Regions from separate parts of the Dromaius novaehollandiae genome. Here region 1 is linked to region 2. The links are chromatin contacts, called in public Hi-C maps. All regions are on one chromosome and are shown on one strand. The core of a region is the stretch at or near the end of the contact, and the rest is flanking DNA. Distances in the headings are between cores, read along the strand shown. Region 1 has its middle 380 kb from the start of IL17REL. Region 2 holds the start of PIM3 (Pim-3 proto-oncogene, serine/threonine kinase).

What was found. A called contact is a pair of places that touch in the nucleus more often than the background predicts.
Region 1: a Hi-C map of liver shows a contact between it and region 2, with 5 times the contacts expected there. The contact joins the enhancer-like site here to the promoter of PIM3 in region 2. A contact is called at or near these places in 2 of 4 Hi-C or Micro-C datasets (brain and liver).

What each region holds. Positions count from the first base shown.
Region 1 is chr1:18,057,817-18,063,826 of bDroNov1.hap1, reverse strand. No RefSeq gene overlaps it. Among named protein-coding and RNA genes, the nearest start is that of IL17REL, 380 kb to the left of the region's middle. Within about 2 kb of position 4,371, at least 2 of the 2 cell types and tissues checked have open chromatin away from gene starts, as enhancers often do.
Region 2 is chr1:17,404,303-17,409,813 of bDroNov1.hap1, reverse strand. PIM3 (Pim-3 proto-oncogene, serine/threonine kinase) reads left to right here and starts at 3,125. Exons shown (of 6, transcript XM_026113075.2): 1 at 3,125-3,784; 2 at 4,076-4,185; 3 at 4,380-4,430; 4 at 4,741-5,104. The coding sequence starts at 3,700.

The DNA.
Region 1 (6,010 bases), core at 3,122-5,621, 650 kb before region 2:
TTTCAAAAGTTTATCTTTTGTCACACATTGGTATTTTCAGACAATGCAAAAGTTTTTAAAGTTTAACACATATTTCAGGCACATCAGGAGCTGCATGTACCCACAGTGTGAATGAAGTAGAGCTCCACAGCCACACAGAAATTCCCATGAATATTATTAGAAGTGTGCAGCACTTTCAATAAGACTCTTTTGAGAAGTAGAGGAGGAGTCAGAGCTCTCTCAGCCTTCCTGGGCTCTATGTAGCTCTGCCTTTTAGCAGCCTAAGTTTTGTAAACGCTGAGCACCTGTTCCCTCTGCTGAAGAGCACAGGGTTTGCTGACCTGCGCCTCTGTCTTAAGGGGTCCTGAGAAGTCCTACCTGAGAGAGGCAGCAGCATGTCCTTCTACAGTAGGACATTAATTATCTTGATTAAAACTTCCTGGTTTTCTGGTCAAAGATGTGGTGGTCTGGAATTGTGGCAGATTTTCTGTGAATCTGTTCAGCCAAAACAGTGACTGATGAAACATTTTAAGGATTCCTTCTGGATGGAAGATGTACCACTATATTGAAATGTTAAACTAACAGATGATTTAGCTTCAACACAAACCAAGCAAGTATTTTAGAACCAAACAGAGATATTCTGACAGAATGATTTTCTGGTGGAAGTTCAATTTATTTAAAGTCAATTTTCTTGTGAGAATATTTTAACTTTAATAATATGTTTTCACTCTGTATTGGAAAAAAATAATATTATATTTCAGTATTTAAGTTAATATCAGAAAGGGATACATCTTTTGATAAACATAGCCAAATAGGGACTAATTCAGATAAGATTTTCTTATATGGGAATCAAAATTTCTTTGTTACTGCTATGATAGTTGGCTAACATACAGTGGAAGTAATGGTACTAACTATGCCTCGAAAATCAGTCTTCTTTTAAGCAAACGTCTTAAAATGATTAAAACAGAAAAATTTTGCAGTGATTTATATTGTTACCCTGGGTAGGGTTAATATGAAACTTCCATTGGTAGGGTGCATAGAAACATAACAGTTACATGTGAAAGAATATTGCCTAAGTAGAGATTACATCATATGAGTTTACAGCCATAACTTTGTTTGAATGTGCATTTATTGATAATGAAAAACACTTAAAATTGTCTTTGTAACATTTCATAGTTCCTAGGTATAAAAGCACAAGCTGGCATAATGTTAAAAATATGACTTTCAAACATATTTCTGAAAAAGTGTTAAATTTGTTTCATTTGTGGAGTATAACGAATGATATACATTTGGTCGTCCAGGTAGTATATTTTAATATGCCTGTGAAAACCTACAGCTGAATGCAATTTAGTATGAATGATTATCCATTTGAAAGTTCACTCGTATTAGCTGTTTTTCATTTATTATTCCAGTCATACAATCAAGAAACTGAAAAATACTGCATTTGTTAGGTAACCAGTCACATCAAGATGCATTTTCAACATGCAATTGGAAAATACTTCCTATGGGATGGTCATAGTTTATCAGAAAGATAAACCTTACACTCGTGAATAATTATTATTTTTGCAGAAATCAGGACTAGTTTCCTGATAACTTGTGAACAGAAGCATCTACAGTCATGGCAGTGCTTATACAGCTAATAGTGTTTATATAGCTATAGTGCTCTACAGCTATTATTTTAACCAGTTTCACATTTTAAGATGATTTGGCTACTTCCCCCAGTCATATGCGCTGACTGTACAAAGGCATTTTGAAATGTCGGACTCCTTGGTGGAAGGAGGATGGATCAGCTGATTTCCTCAGGTCCTGACCAGCTCTGTTTCTGCTCTCCTAGACGTACTCTATGCTTCAGTGCTCCAAAATAAGACGTTCTGCAAACACATGGTGACTATTCGGGGCTTAACACACATGTAATCAGAGGAAGGCTCCCATAGTTCATCTAGGACATGACACAGTCAATGCCATTATGTAATGCAGTATCCTTTTATAAGCAATAATATCCCTTAAAATATGACACCACGTATTTTTTAATTAAATGCCGTATCTTTAAGCAATAGAGTAAAAAGTACATGCAGTATCCCAGCACAGCTACTTGATGTTATCTGTCCGCCCTTTTACATGAGCCAGAAGGAGAACCAGAACATTAACAAATAGCTTCTATTCTCACAGCTTGAAGCAGGCAAAGAATAACAAGTTGCGTAAATGGAAACAGAAATATTAGATTTCACATTATTCCTTTTTTTTCTGTCTTCTGAAGTGTTATTAGGAACAGAGGTAAGTAAAAATGTTGTAAAGGTTTAGCATCCTGTAACCTGCTAATTTCTATGTCTACCTCAGTCACTGGGATTTTACAACCAGCTGTAAGGAGATTACTTCAAATCCTTTTAGATCACTAAGAGGAGTATTTTTAAAGAGACCCTGTCAAGTGCTGTGGGCCCATGTTTTGATTTGGCTTTTGGAGTTGTAATCTGTTAGGCAGTGGGGATTTCCAACCTCTTTTTAAAGATAATGAGTTTTTCAGGCACTGAAATGTCCTCTGCATAGTTTAAGGCCTGGTGCACTTGGTATTTTATATGCCTTGGCCAGCAGAGGGACCCTTACTAAGAGACTGCACTAAGCTTCTCCATGATGTGGTAAACACAAGAAAACAATTCGGTGCTTTATGTTAGAGATTCTCCACTCTAGGAGTAAAAGAAAAGAAAAAGCTAAAGAAAAGCTCAACATTCAACTATTCCTGTAAAACAGGAAAGACTCATCCTGCAGCTAAATGCCAGCCCCAGGAGAGTTTTAGGCACAAAGAGGACAATGTCATTGCCTAAGAGACTTCTACTCCCCACTGAAAATTTAAAGGAACCAGCTGGAGAGATTTTTAGCTTGGGGTTTTCAGCAGCATTTCAACAATTGGCTTCAAGTATACATAACTGCATGTTTTGTTGAGTACTATACATACAAACACACACACATGCGTGCGTGCACGCACACACACACAAATCATTTAACAGATATTTTAATAAAGAGATAAGCAATCACTATGGAGCCTGTCAGTCAGTAGTTTCCTGGCAAATAATATGCAGTATAATTGACCTCTGAGCGCATATTCACCTAGAAGATGTTTTACTTAGACATGTGGCAATACGCTGATCAGCCTTTTAGAAGTTCTTCATAAATGTCTGTTGATAATAATTTATAACTTTTATTTGTTATATTTATAGGATTGAACTATTGTGGGAAGAGTCTGCCTTCTAGAAGTCTTTGCCTCTGGCCTGAAAATGAGTGCATATGGTTTCTGCTGAAGTTTCAGATGTGTCCTGCTCATCTTTTTTTTTTTTTGTTTTTTTGGGTTTTTTTTTTTCTGTTTTTTATGCCATGTATACCATATGGCCAGAAATATTGAAGTATAATATATTGTCATTTACTGACTTTAGGGAACTCTTGCTCCATTTAATTAAACAGGATGACTTGCTAATGCAAGTGCTGCCCGTTATGCATGAGAAGTCCACAGCTCTAAGTGAGGTGCAAGCAAGGCCACTTCTGGAAATTGAGACAAATTCTGTTGACTGGAGAGATGGACTCCCATCTGCAAATATTTTGTGTTTCTACTTTCCTGGGAACAAGAGGTGATCTTATACACATAAACACACATTTCTTTCTTTTCTTTTTTTCCAAAACTGTGTAGGTTGGATTAGATTAAATTGGATTTATCTATCTTTATTTAAACTACAAAATGTCACTTTTTCAACTTTTTCATTTTTTACTTCACCTTGGCAAAAATGGCACTCAAAGTTCCTCTCAAAATCTCAAAAGGTGCAGCAAAATGAAATTCTCATTCTCTAAACAGCTCTAGCCTGGGCAGCTTGTTAGTATCTCTCTGTAATGCCAAACACAAAACCCTGGAATGTCCCCAAAGTGGTCTGTGAATCTGTAATTGCCTTCTTAATTTACCAGAAACAAGGCCAATGGAGCTGGGAATGTCAAGAAAAAGTAACAAGGCATGTGAACTGCATTACCTGGTGCTGCCAAATATATTTTTGCATAAGAGGTTTGCAGCCTGCATATTTTCTAATGTGAAGCTGCCTCACTGTCTACTTCATATATGGAATAATGTGTGCATCCTCAAAGAAAATTACATTTACACTTATTTCAAAGGGTCTGCATTGAAAATTGCAAGCAAGACCGTTGCAATGCTCTCCTGAGAATCCATATTCCCTGCCAAAAAAATCCTCTCAGCCATGTCAGCAAGATTTCCATCACTGGGGCCCCGTAAACTAGGATTACCCATTTAGGGAGTTAATCAGGAGCAATTGTTGCTACATCTGTCTTAGAATGAACACAGCCCCCCTCCCTGCAGCAGCTCTGACAGCATGAGAGCATTATTTCTCAGTGCCACCTTCTACCGTTGCCTTATGAAGAATTTATATGTTTTGAGTTTTCCTTCATGGCAGGCGTCCAGCAGTGCTGTACTATAAACCTGCCACAAAGAATGAAAAAAGTGCAGTTTTCAGTTCAATTGGGGGCCGAGACTGATGAGCTCAGACAGGCCAAACCTCTAAAGGTTAGTGAGTCTGAACCTCGGCTGATTCACTGAGCACCGTCAAATTATGTACTACTAAGGAGACAGCAAACATTTTTAAAGACTAATTACTTGAGAAAGTTGTGGAGGGTGATTAATAGACCAGAATCCTTTATTGGAGTTCTCTTGAGGAACCCTAATGAAATAACAAATCCAGAGAGAGGACAAATTCTTTTCCTTTTTTGGCAAGTAGTTATTTAAGCAGAACAATGCTGCCAGCTGAATGCATCATTAAAGGGATGGCTTACTGTTGCACACCAAAACCCCCACTGTGATAAATGGCAAATAAAACACTTCTTTCATCCACACATCAAGGCAGATGAAGATGAGCAAAGCAGGGCTACCAGGAGCAGTTTGAGGGAAAGGATGAATCTCGTTGGAGTTAACGGGCCGTGACGGCCTGTAGAGGGCTCTCAAAGTCCTCTGCTGAGGCTCTTAACCCAGTTTCACAGACTGCAGCTGGAGGTTTTTTAAGGTCACTGAGGTCTTTCTCAAAAGGGCTAAACAAAAGGATCCTTCAGCATAAGCATGCATTTTTTCCTTTTCTATGGCCTTGCTGTTTCTATGCAATATCTCCAGCCACAACTTTGCCTACATTATTGGGTGTAGCAAACAGATGTTAGAAATCCACTGTTAAATATAAGTCTCTCCTGTAAGTGTCACTGGAAAAAACAAAGGCGCTTGGAATAGGAATGAATGCTTTAAACATTTTGTGCCCACTGTCATCTTTGAGAAGACTGTACTAAATGCACACAGAACGCAGGGTGGTGTGCCCAAATGTTTAGATGTATTCAGTTCATTTTCTTTAATTCCTGGGATGTTCTGCGATATGCTGGAAAACAAATATTGCATTCATTATCAGATTGTGTTACAGGATACACGTTATTTTTTATACATACAGCAAAAAGCTGAACCGGCTACAGAGGTTGCTTAACAAAATGCTTGCATTAAAAATAAAAACAACCTGTAAATAAGTGCCATACATGCATAGGGCATGAAGCCTGCAGCAAATTACATTTACATATATATTTCATGGCAATTAACCCCTTGTCTTGTCAGTTAATGACATATTTTAATTGCTCATAGCCATGCTTTTCTTTCTTCAAAAATATGACCTGTACTGGAAGAAGGAAAGTGGCCTTTCCCCTTTGACAATAGCTGCATTTTAAATTCCCAGTTTTTGCTGTGATTAGCTTTACATGTAGAGCTGAGAAAATTCAGAAGAAATAGATTATTACAACAGCTTCAGTTCCTGTCTTTCCTTGTCTGGCTATACTGAAAGGAAGAACCCTCTAAAATTAGTTAGGATAAGTGCTGTTTTTCATTTCTTATAGAGATCCTTTAGAGAAGGCCATATCCTGTGACAGTCCTTGACAGCACCTTCTGGCATTACCAGTTTTGTTTATTTGCCTTTTCAGGAAATTTTTCTTTTATAGTTTACTACTGTTATTTCATGGTCCT
Region 2 (5,511 bases), core at 1,876-4,375:
TTAAATATAAAATATCCTCCCCTTTTACATTGTTGTCAAAATACAAATCAAATCAGGAATTATTCCAAAAGCAGAACTGAGGATCTTTTTTAGGTTACCATTTTGTTTCAAACATAGTACAAAGGTGTGCTATATTCTTTTGAATTGAAGTATTAGAGCCGATACAGCTGAAAAAGATGTAGCCTAAACTCAACAGGATTTTGAGGAAATTAGGTATTAATTTCTTGAACAGGCTCAAGGTAAATATATCACTGATTTACCATACACTGGCAATACAAAGATGGATTTTATTTGTTAAAGAAATTGCAAATATAGTTGGAATAAAAAGGTGTGATGTTCTACATTTACAGACTAAAGATACACACATGTTTTTGCATGCTTAGCTGTGTATAAAAACAGGAATTAATAACTACTTGCAGTGTTAATTCCTTAAATAATTAGCATTTGTGCATATTAATATTTAATGCCAGCTTTTCTTCTTAAAAATATTTGCTATTTCAACAACCAGAAATCTCATCTTGAAAGTGAGAAAAACTTCCTCTCTGTCAAAAGTGATGCTCAAAAGAGCCGATGACAAGGATTATAGCAAAAGGCAGATACAGCTATATCCTTTAAAGTAAACCTGGAACATATATTCTCAGATCTCGAAATCTTCCTACTGTTTGCTTTCATTCTCATTTCAGCAGCAAAAAGCCCATAACTATAGCAGGCATATGCCATTATCTGAAGAAACTTTCTAGAAATTTTGTAACTGTGATTAAACATAGCCAAAAAGACAGATTTCTAACAAACAAAAAACTTTGGCTTTCTTATTATCTGATATATCCAAATAATTAGCTTTCTTAAAAGTAATTTCTGTAAACCAGGAGCTTCCCGAACCCTTCAGCTGCTTAATAAACTGAACGGGTTAGTTGGGTTTCTCAGCAAACACCATGTAAGGTCTGTGGGAGAGAAACTTCTTCAAACCAGCTGATCCAGCTTCAAAACGCACATTCTGGGACATGAAGGGTTGAAACTGTGCCTGAAAACTTGACCTTTATAGCAGTTGGTCTAAACTAATAAAAGATATTACCTCTCCCTAGAAGCCCTGCTTTGTTTATGGGCATGATGGGCTGATATCATAGCACTACTATTATCAGCAGGAAACGCCAAGTGCCAGGCTCTCCCTGTGCCCCGAAGGGGGAGGACTGCCAGCGCTTCAAGTGATTGTCCAAAAATACCCTTACTTTAGGGATCCCGTCCACGTGCAGTGTCTGTATCTTCAGCTTCACTATTTTCGACAGAGGGACGTGACATTCCCCTTATGCAACTGGGACTTGGACGCAGCAAAAGGGGTTGCGGCGTGGGGCAAGTGGAAGACGCTGACTGCTTCAGTTGCCTGCAAATACTGTATTATTACCCAGCTACGCTGAAGCCTTGCGCATCTGCATGCCATTTCTCCAATTACATGCATCTGGGTAGCAGTCTAAGTAGCTGCTGGAACAATCACTAAGATATTGCTATCCAGCAAACGCAGCAGTAATTAATTGCTAAGTCAGTGGCCCTCCACTTTTGCTGGACTGACATGCGGCAAGACCCTCTAAATAGCCTCACACTTTCTGCTCTCTGTTGATTTTTAACGCTTTTTTGTTCGCTGGGGTCGGTGTCGGCGTGGCGCGCAGGGGCCAGGCCGCGGCGGGGCGGCGCCCGTTAACGGCCCCCGCGGGACCGCGAGCGCGGCGGCGGCAGCGCGCTGAACCTGCGGTACGCGCCTCACCAGGAGACACTGTAAAAGCCGCGTCGGAAGAGACAAAAAAAGTAAGAGTAAGACGACACTTTTAAAAGCTGCCTGAAAATTAATCTAGAAGGAGGAAGCGGTCCCCCCGCCAGCCCCCGCGCGCCCCAGCAGCGGGGCTAATCCCTGTGGCGCAGCGCCCCCTGCGGGCCGGGCCGCGCTCGGCTCCCCCGCCCCCGCCCGCTCGGGGCGCTGCCAGGCCGGCTGAGGCGAGGCGCCGCAGCGGGGGGACGGCTTTCCAGCGCCGCGTATCCGATTAGCGATAGCGCCGGGAAAACAAAACAGCTTCTTGTCATTGCTCGACTGGCATCTAAGTGGGGAGGGGGAGGGGAAGGGAGGGGAGGGAAGCCCTGAGCTGCCGCGGCGCGCAGCGCTGCGCCGATGCGCTGAAGCCTGCCCCCGCACGGCGCAGCCCGTGCTACGGCTACGTCTGGGCGAGCCGCGGTGTTTTCACGGAGGCGGTCTCGAGGCAGAGCGTGACTTACAAAAGAAAACAAAAAAGCGCGGCTCACGAGCGTGCAGGCGAGCGCCTGGGTGCCGCCTCGCCTTCTTCAGAGCGAACACGCCTCCAGCTTCTCCTGAGGAGTTAGCGGCAGCTGTAGTTAAACGAGAAATCACAGCAGAGGAAGGGCAGGAATTAGGAGACACAATGGGCGAGGGAGCATGACACGTTATTTCGGTAAACAGCGGCTGTATAAATAAGCGGGCTTTGAAATGCTGCGTTTGGAGGCGGGCGAGCGGGCGGGGGAAGGTGCTTTCATTAAAGGCTGAGGGAAGATAAAGCCGTGGCCCGGCGTGCCCTGGCGCGGCGATCATGGCGGCGGCTGCGGCTCCCCGCCCCCCGCCGGCTCCAGACGCAGTGTCTCGGCCCGCGCACAGAGTGACCTTTCCCGGAGCGGCCGGGAGGCGAGCGGGGAGGGGGACGGCGCGCCGAGGAATTCCCGCCCTGGCCCCCGCGCCGCCGCATGCAAATGAGCCCCTCCTGATTGGCCGCTCCCGCGGCTCTTTGAAAAGGCGCCCCGCCATTGGCCGCCTGGAAATGTTAACGCAAATAAGAGAATCTTGCCCTCCCCTCCCCCCCGCCCGCTAATGTGTGTGAGCGTTGCAGACAGTCTGTAACGCTGCGCGTCGATTACTACAAATAAGTAGTTCCCAGTCCCCCGCCCCCCGTGTTTACGATGGGGTGGGACGGGACTCTGCCGGCCCAGCCGGCCCCACCGCGGGCGCTGGGCGCCGCCGCGCCGCCCGCTCCGGCGCGGGGGGGCCGCGCGGCGGCGGGCAGGGAGAGGTGTTCCCCACTCCCCCGCGGAGGGATATCCTCCGCGCGCGCCGCTCTCTGCCGCACCAAAATATTGGGAGTTAAGAGGCGGCTCCGCGGCGTCGCCGGCTCAGAAGTGAGCGGGCAGCAAGGCGGCGCGGCGCGGCTCCGCTCCCTGCGCCCGCCACGACTCCACTGCGGCGCCGGCACAGCGGCCCCCGGCAGCTCCCCGCAGGGGCGGATTTTACACGCGGCGTTGCAGCCCCCGGTGCCGCCTGCGTGTGCTGCTGATCCTGCGTGCGTGCATGCTTCTCGGTGCGCGTGTTGGCACTGTGCTCGCCGGTCGGAAGAGGAAGAGAATCTTTCTCCCTATTTATTTTTTTTCCCGAAGGACTCCGTATTGTTTCGACTTGGATTCTCTGCCGGCTGTTTATTTCGGGAAGTGCCCGTCGGTCTCTGCTACGGCGCGAAGCGGCGTCGGCGGAGGAAGGAGCGAGCCGCGCCGCCCGCAGCCGCTCGGAAGGTCTCCCGGCCCGCCCGCCGCGATTCCGGCTGGGCGCGGAGCCTGACCGCTGCTCCCCGCCCGCCCGGCTTCTGACTGAGCAGCTCGCCCGGTGGACGCCCTAAATTTCGTTGCGGGGGATTTTTCGTGTTCCCTCTCCGGAAGATGTTACTCTCCAAGTTCGGCTCGCTGGCTCACATTTGCAGCCCCACCAGCATGGATCACTTGCCGGTGAAGATCCTGCAGCCAGGTACGGCGCGGCAGCAGCGCAGCGCGGAGCTTCCCGGCGGCGCCTCCGCGGGGCGCGGGTCTCGCCGCCGGGCGCGGGGGCTCCCCGTGGAGGCTCCTCGCGGCACGAGGAAACTTTTTTCTTTTTTTGTCTTTCTAACTATGGGAGGCGATTTATCAAAATGTCTTGGACAGAATTAGGGCAACACAGACAATACGTGTCCAGCGGACGGACTTTTTTTTCCCCTCCCCGCAAGTGTAGCTCGGCTTTCGAAATTAACGTTGTCTCTTTCTCTCTCTCTCGTCCTTCCAGTGAAAGTGGAGAAGGAGCCTTTCGATAAAGTCTACCAAGTGGGCTCCGTGCTGGGCAGCGGGGGCTTCGGCACCGTGTACGCGGGCAGCAGGATCGCCGACGGCTTGCCGGTGAGCGCGGGCTCGGGGCGCGCTCCCGGCGCTGGCTCGAGCCATGTTGGCGGGCGGCGGGGCGGGCGCGGCGCGGCCCCGCGCGGAGCCGCCGCGGCTTGTCGGGGGCTGCGACCCGGCCCAGCCCGGCGAGGTGAGGCGAGGCGCCGGCTCTGCCCGCCGCTCATGGCGCCGCCTTTCCCCCCGCTCTGCAGGTCGCCGTGAAGCATGTGGTGAAGGAGAGAGTGACCGAGTGGGGCACGATTGTAAGTACCGCCGCGGCGCGGCGGGGGTGCTGCGCGGCCGCGGACTCAGCTCTTCCCCGCGCCGGGGCTATTGTGTGGGCGGCGGGCTGGGCTCGGCCCGCGCGCGCGGGGCTTGCGCGGGGGGAGGCCGGCGGGGTTTCGCCGCCGCCGCAGCGCCGCCCCCGCCCCTCGGACTGCGGCAGCGGCGGAGCTACCCAGCGGGGCGGCGGCGGCGGGGCTCCCCGCGCCCCTGCCCCCGCGGCGGGAGGGGCGCCCGCGGGCTGCGCGCCGCCCCGGCCCCTGCCTGACCCCCGCCCCGCTCTCCGCGCAGGGCGGCGTCATGGTGCCCTTGGAGATTGTCCTCCTGAAGAAGGTGGGCTCCGGCTTCAGGGGGGTCATCAAGCTGCTGGACTGGTACGAGCGGCCCGACGGCTACCTCATCATCATGGAGCGGCCGGAACTGGTGAAGGACCTCTTCGACTTCATCACGGAGAAGGGTGCGCTCGACGAGGACACGGCCCGCGGCTTCTTCCGACAGGTCCTGGAGTCGGTGCGCCACTGCTACGGCTGCGGTGTGGTGCACCGGGACATTAAGGACGAGAACCTGCTGGTTGACCTCAGGACCGGCGAGCTGAAGCTAATCGACTTCGGGTCAGGGGCCCTCCTCAAGGACACAGTCTATACTGACTTTGATGGTACGTGCCCTCTCCGCCTGGGGCAGCTCTGCTGCACCAGGTTTGGTCAGACCCCTCTCTCCTCCCTGGGTGATGTCCTATAGCCCCTTCTTATCCCGTTTCTGGTGCCTTGCGGTAGCGAGCAGTGCCTCTGACGCAGTGGTTCATACCAGGTCTATCGGTAATGGAAACCTTTGGACCCGAGGCAGCTTAGGGGTGTTCAGTTGCGTAGAAAAGAAGCGATTCCAGGCAGTGACGCAGCAGTTTATATTTCCCTGTCTTGGAAAAAGCGTTTTTTCCTAGAGGGCGATCTGTTTACGTGTAGGCTTCACCAGTGTCGGATGTTTCCATGTGTGGATATGCAGTTTTTATATGCAGAGCTTTTTTTAACTTGAAGCAGTAGCTCTCCCCCTCCCTTTCCGCTCATG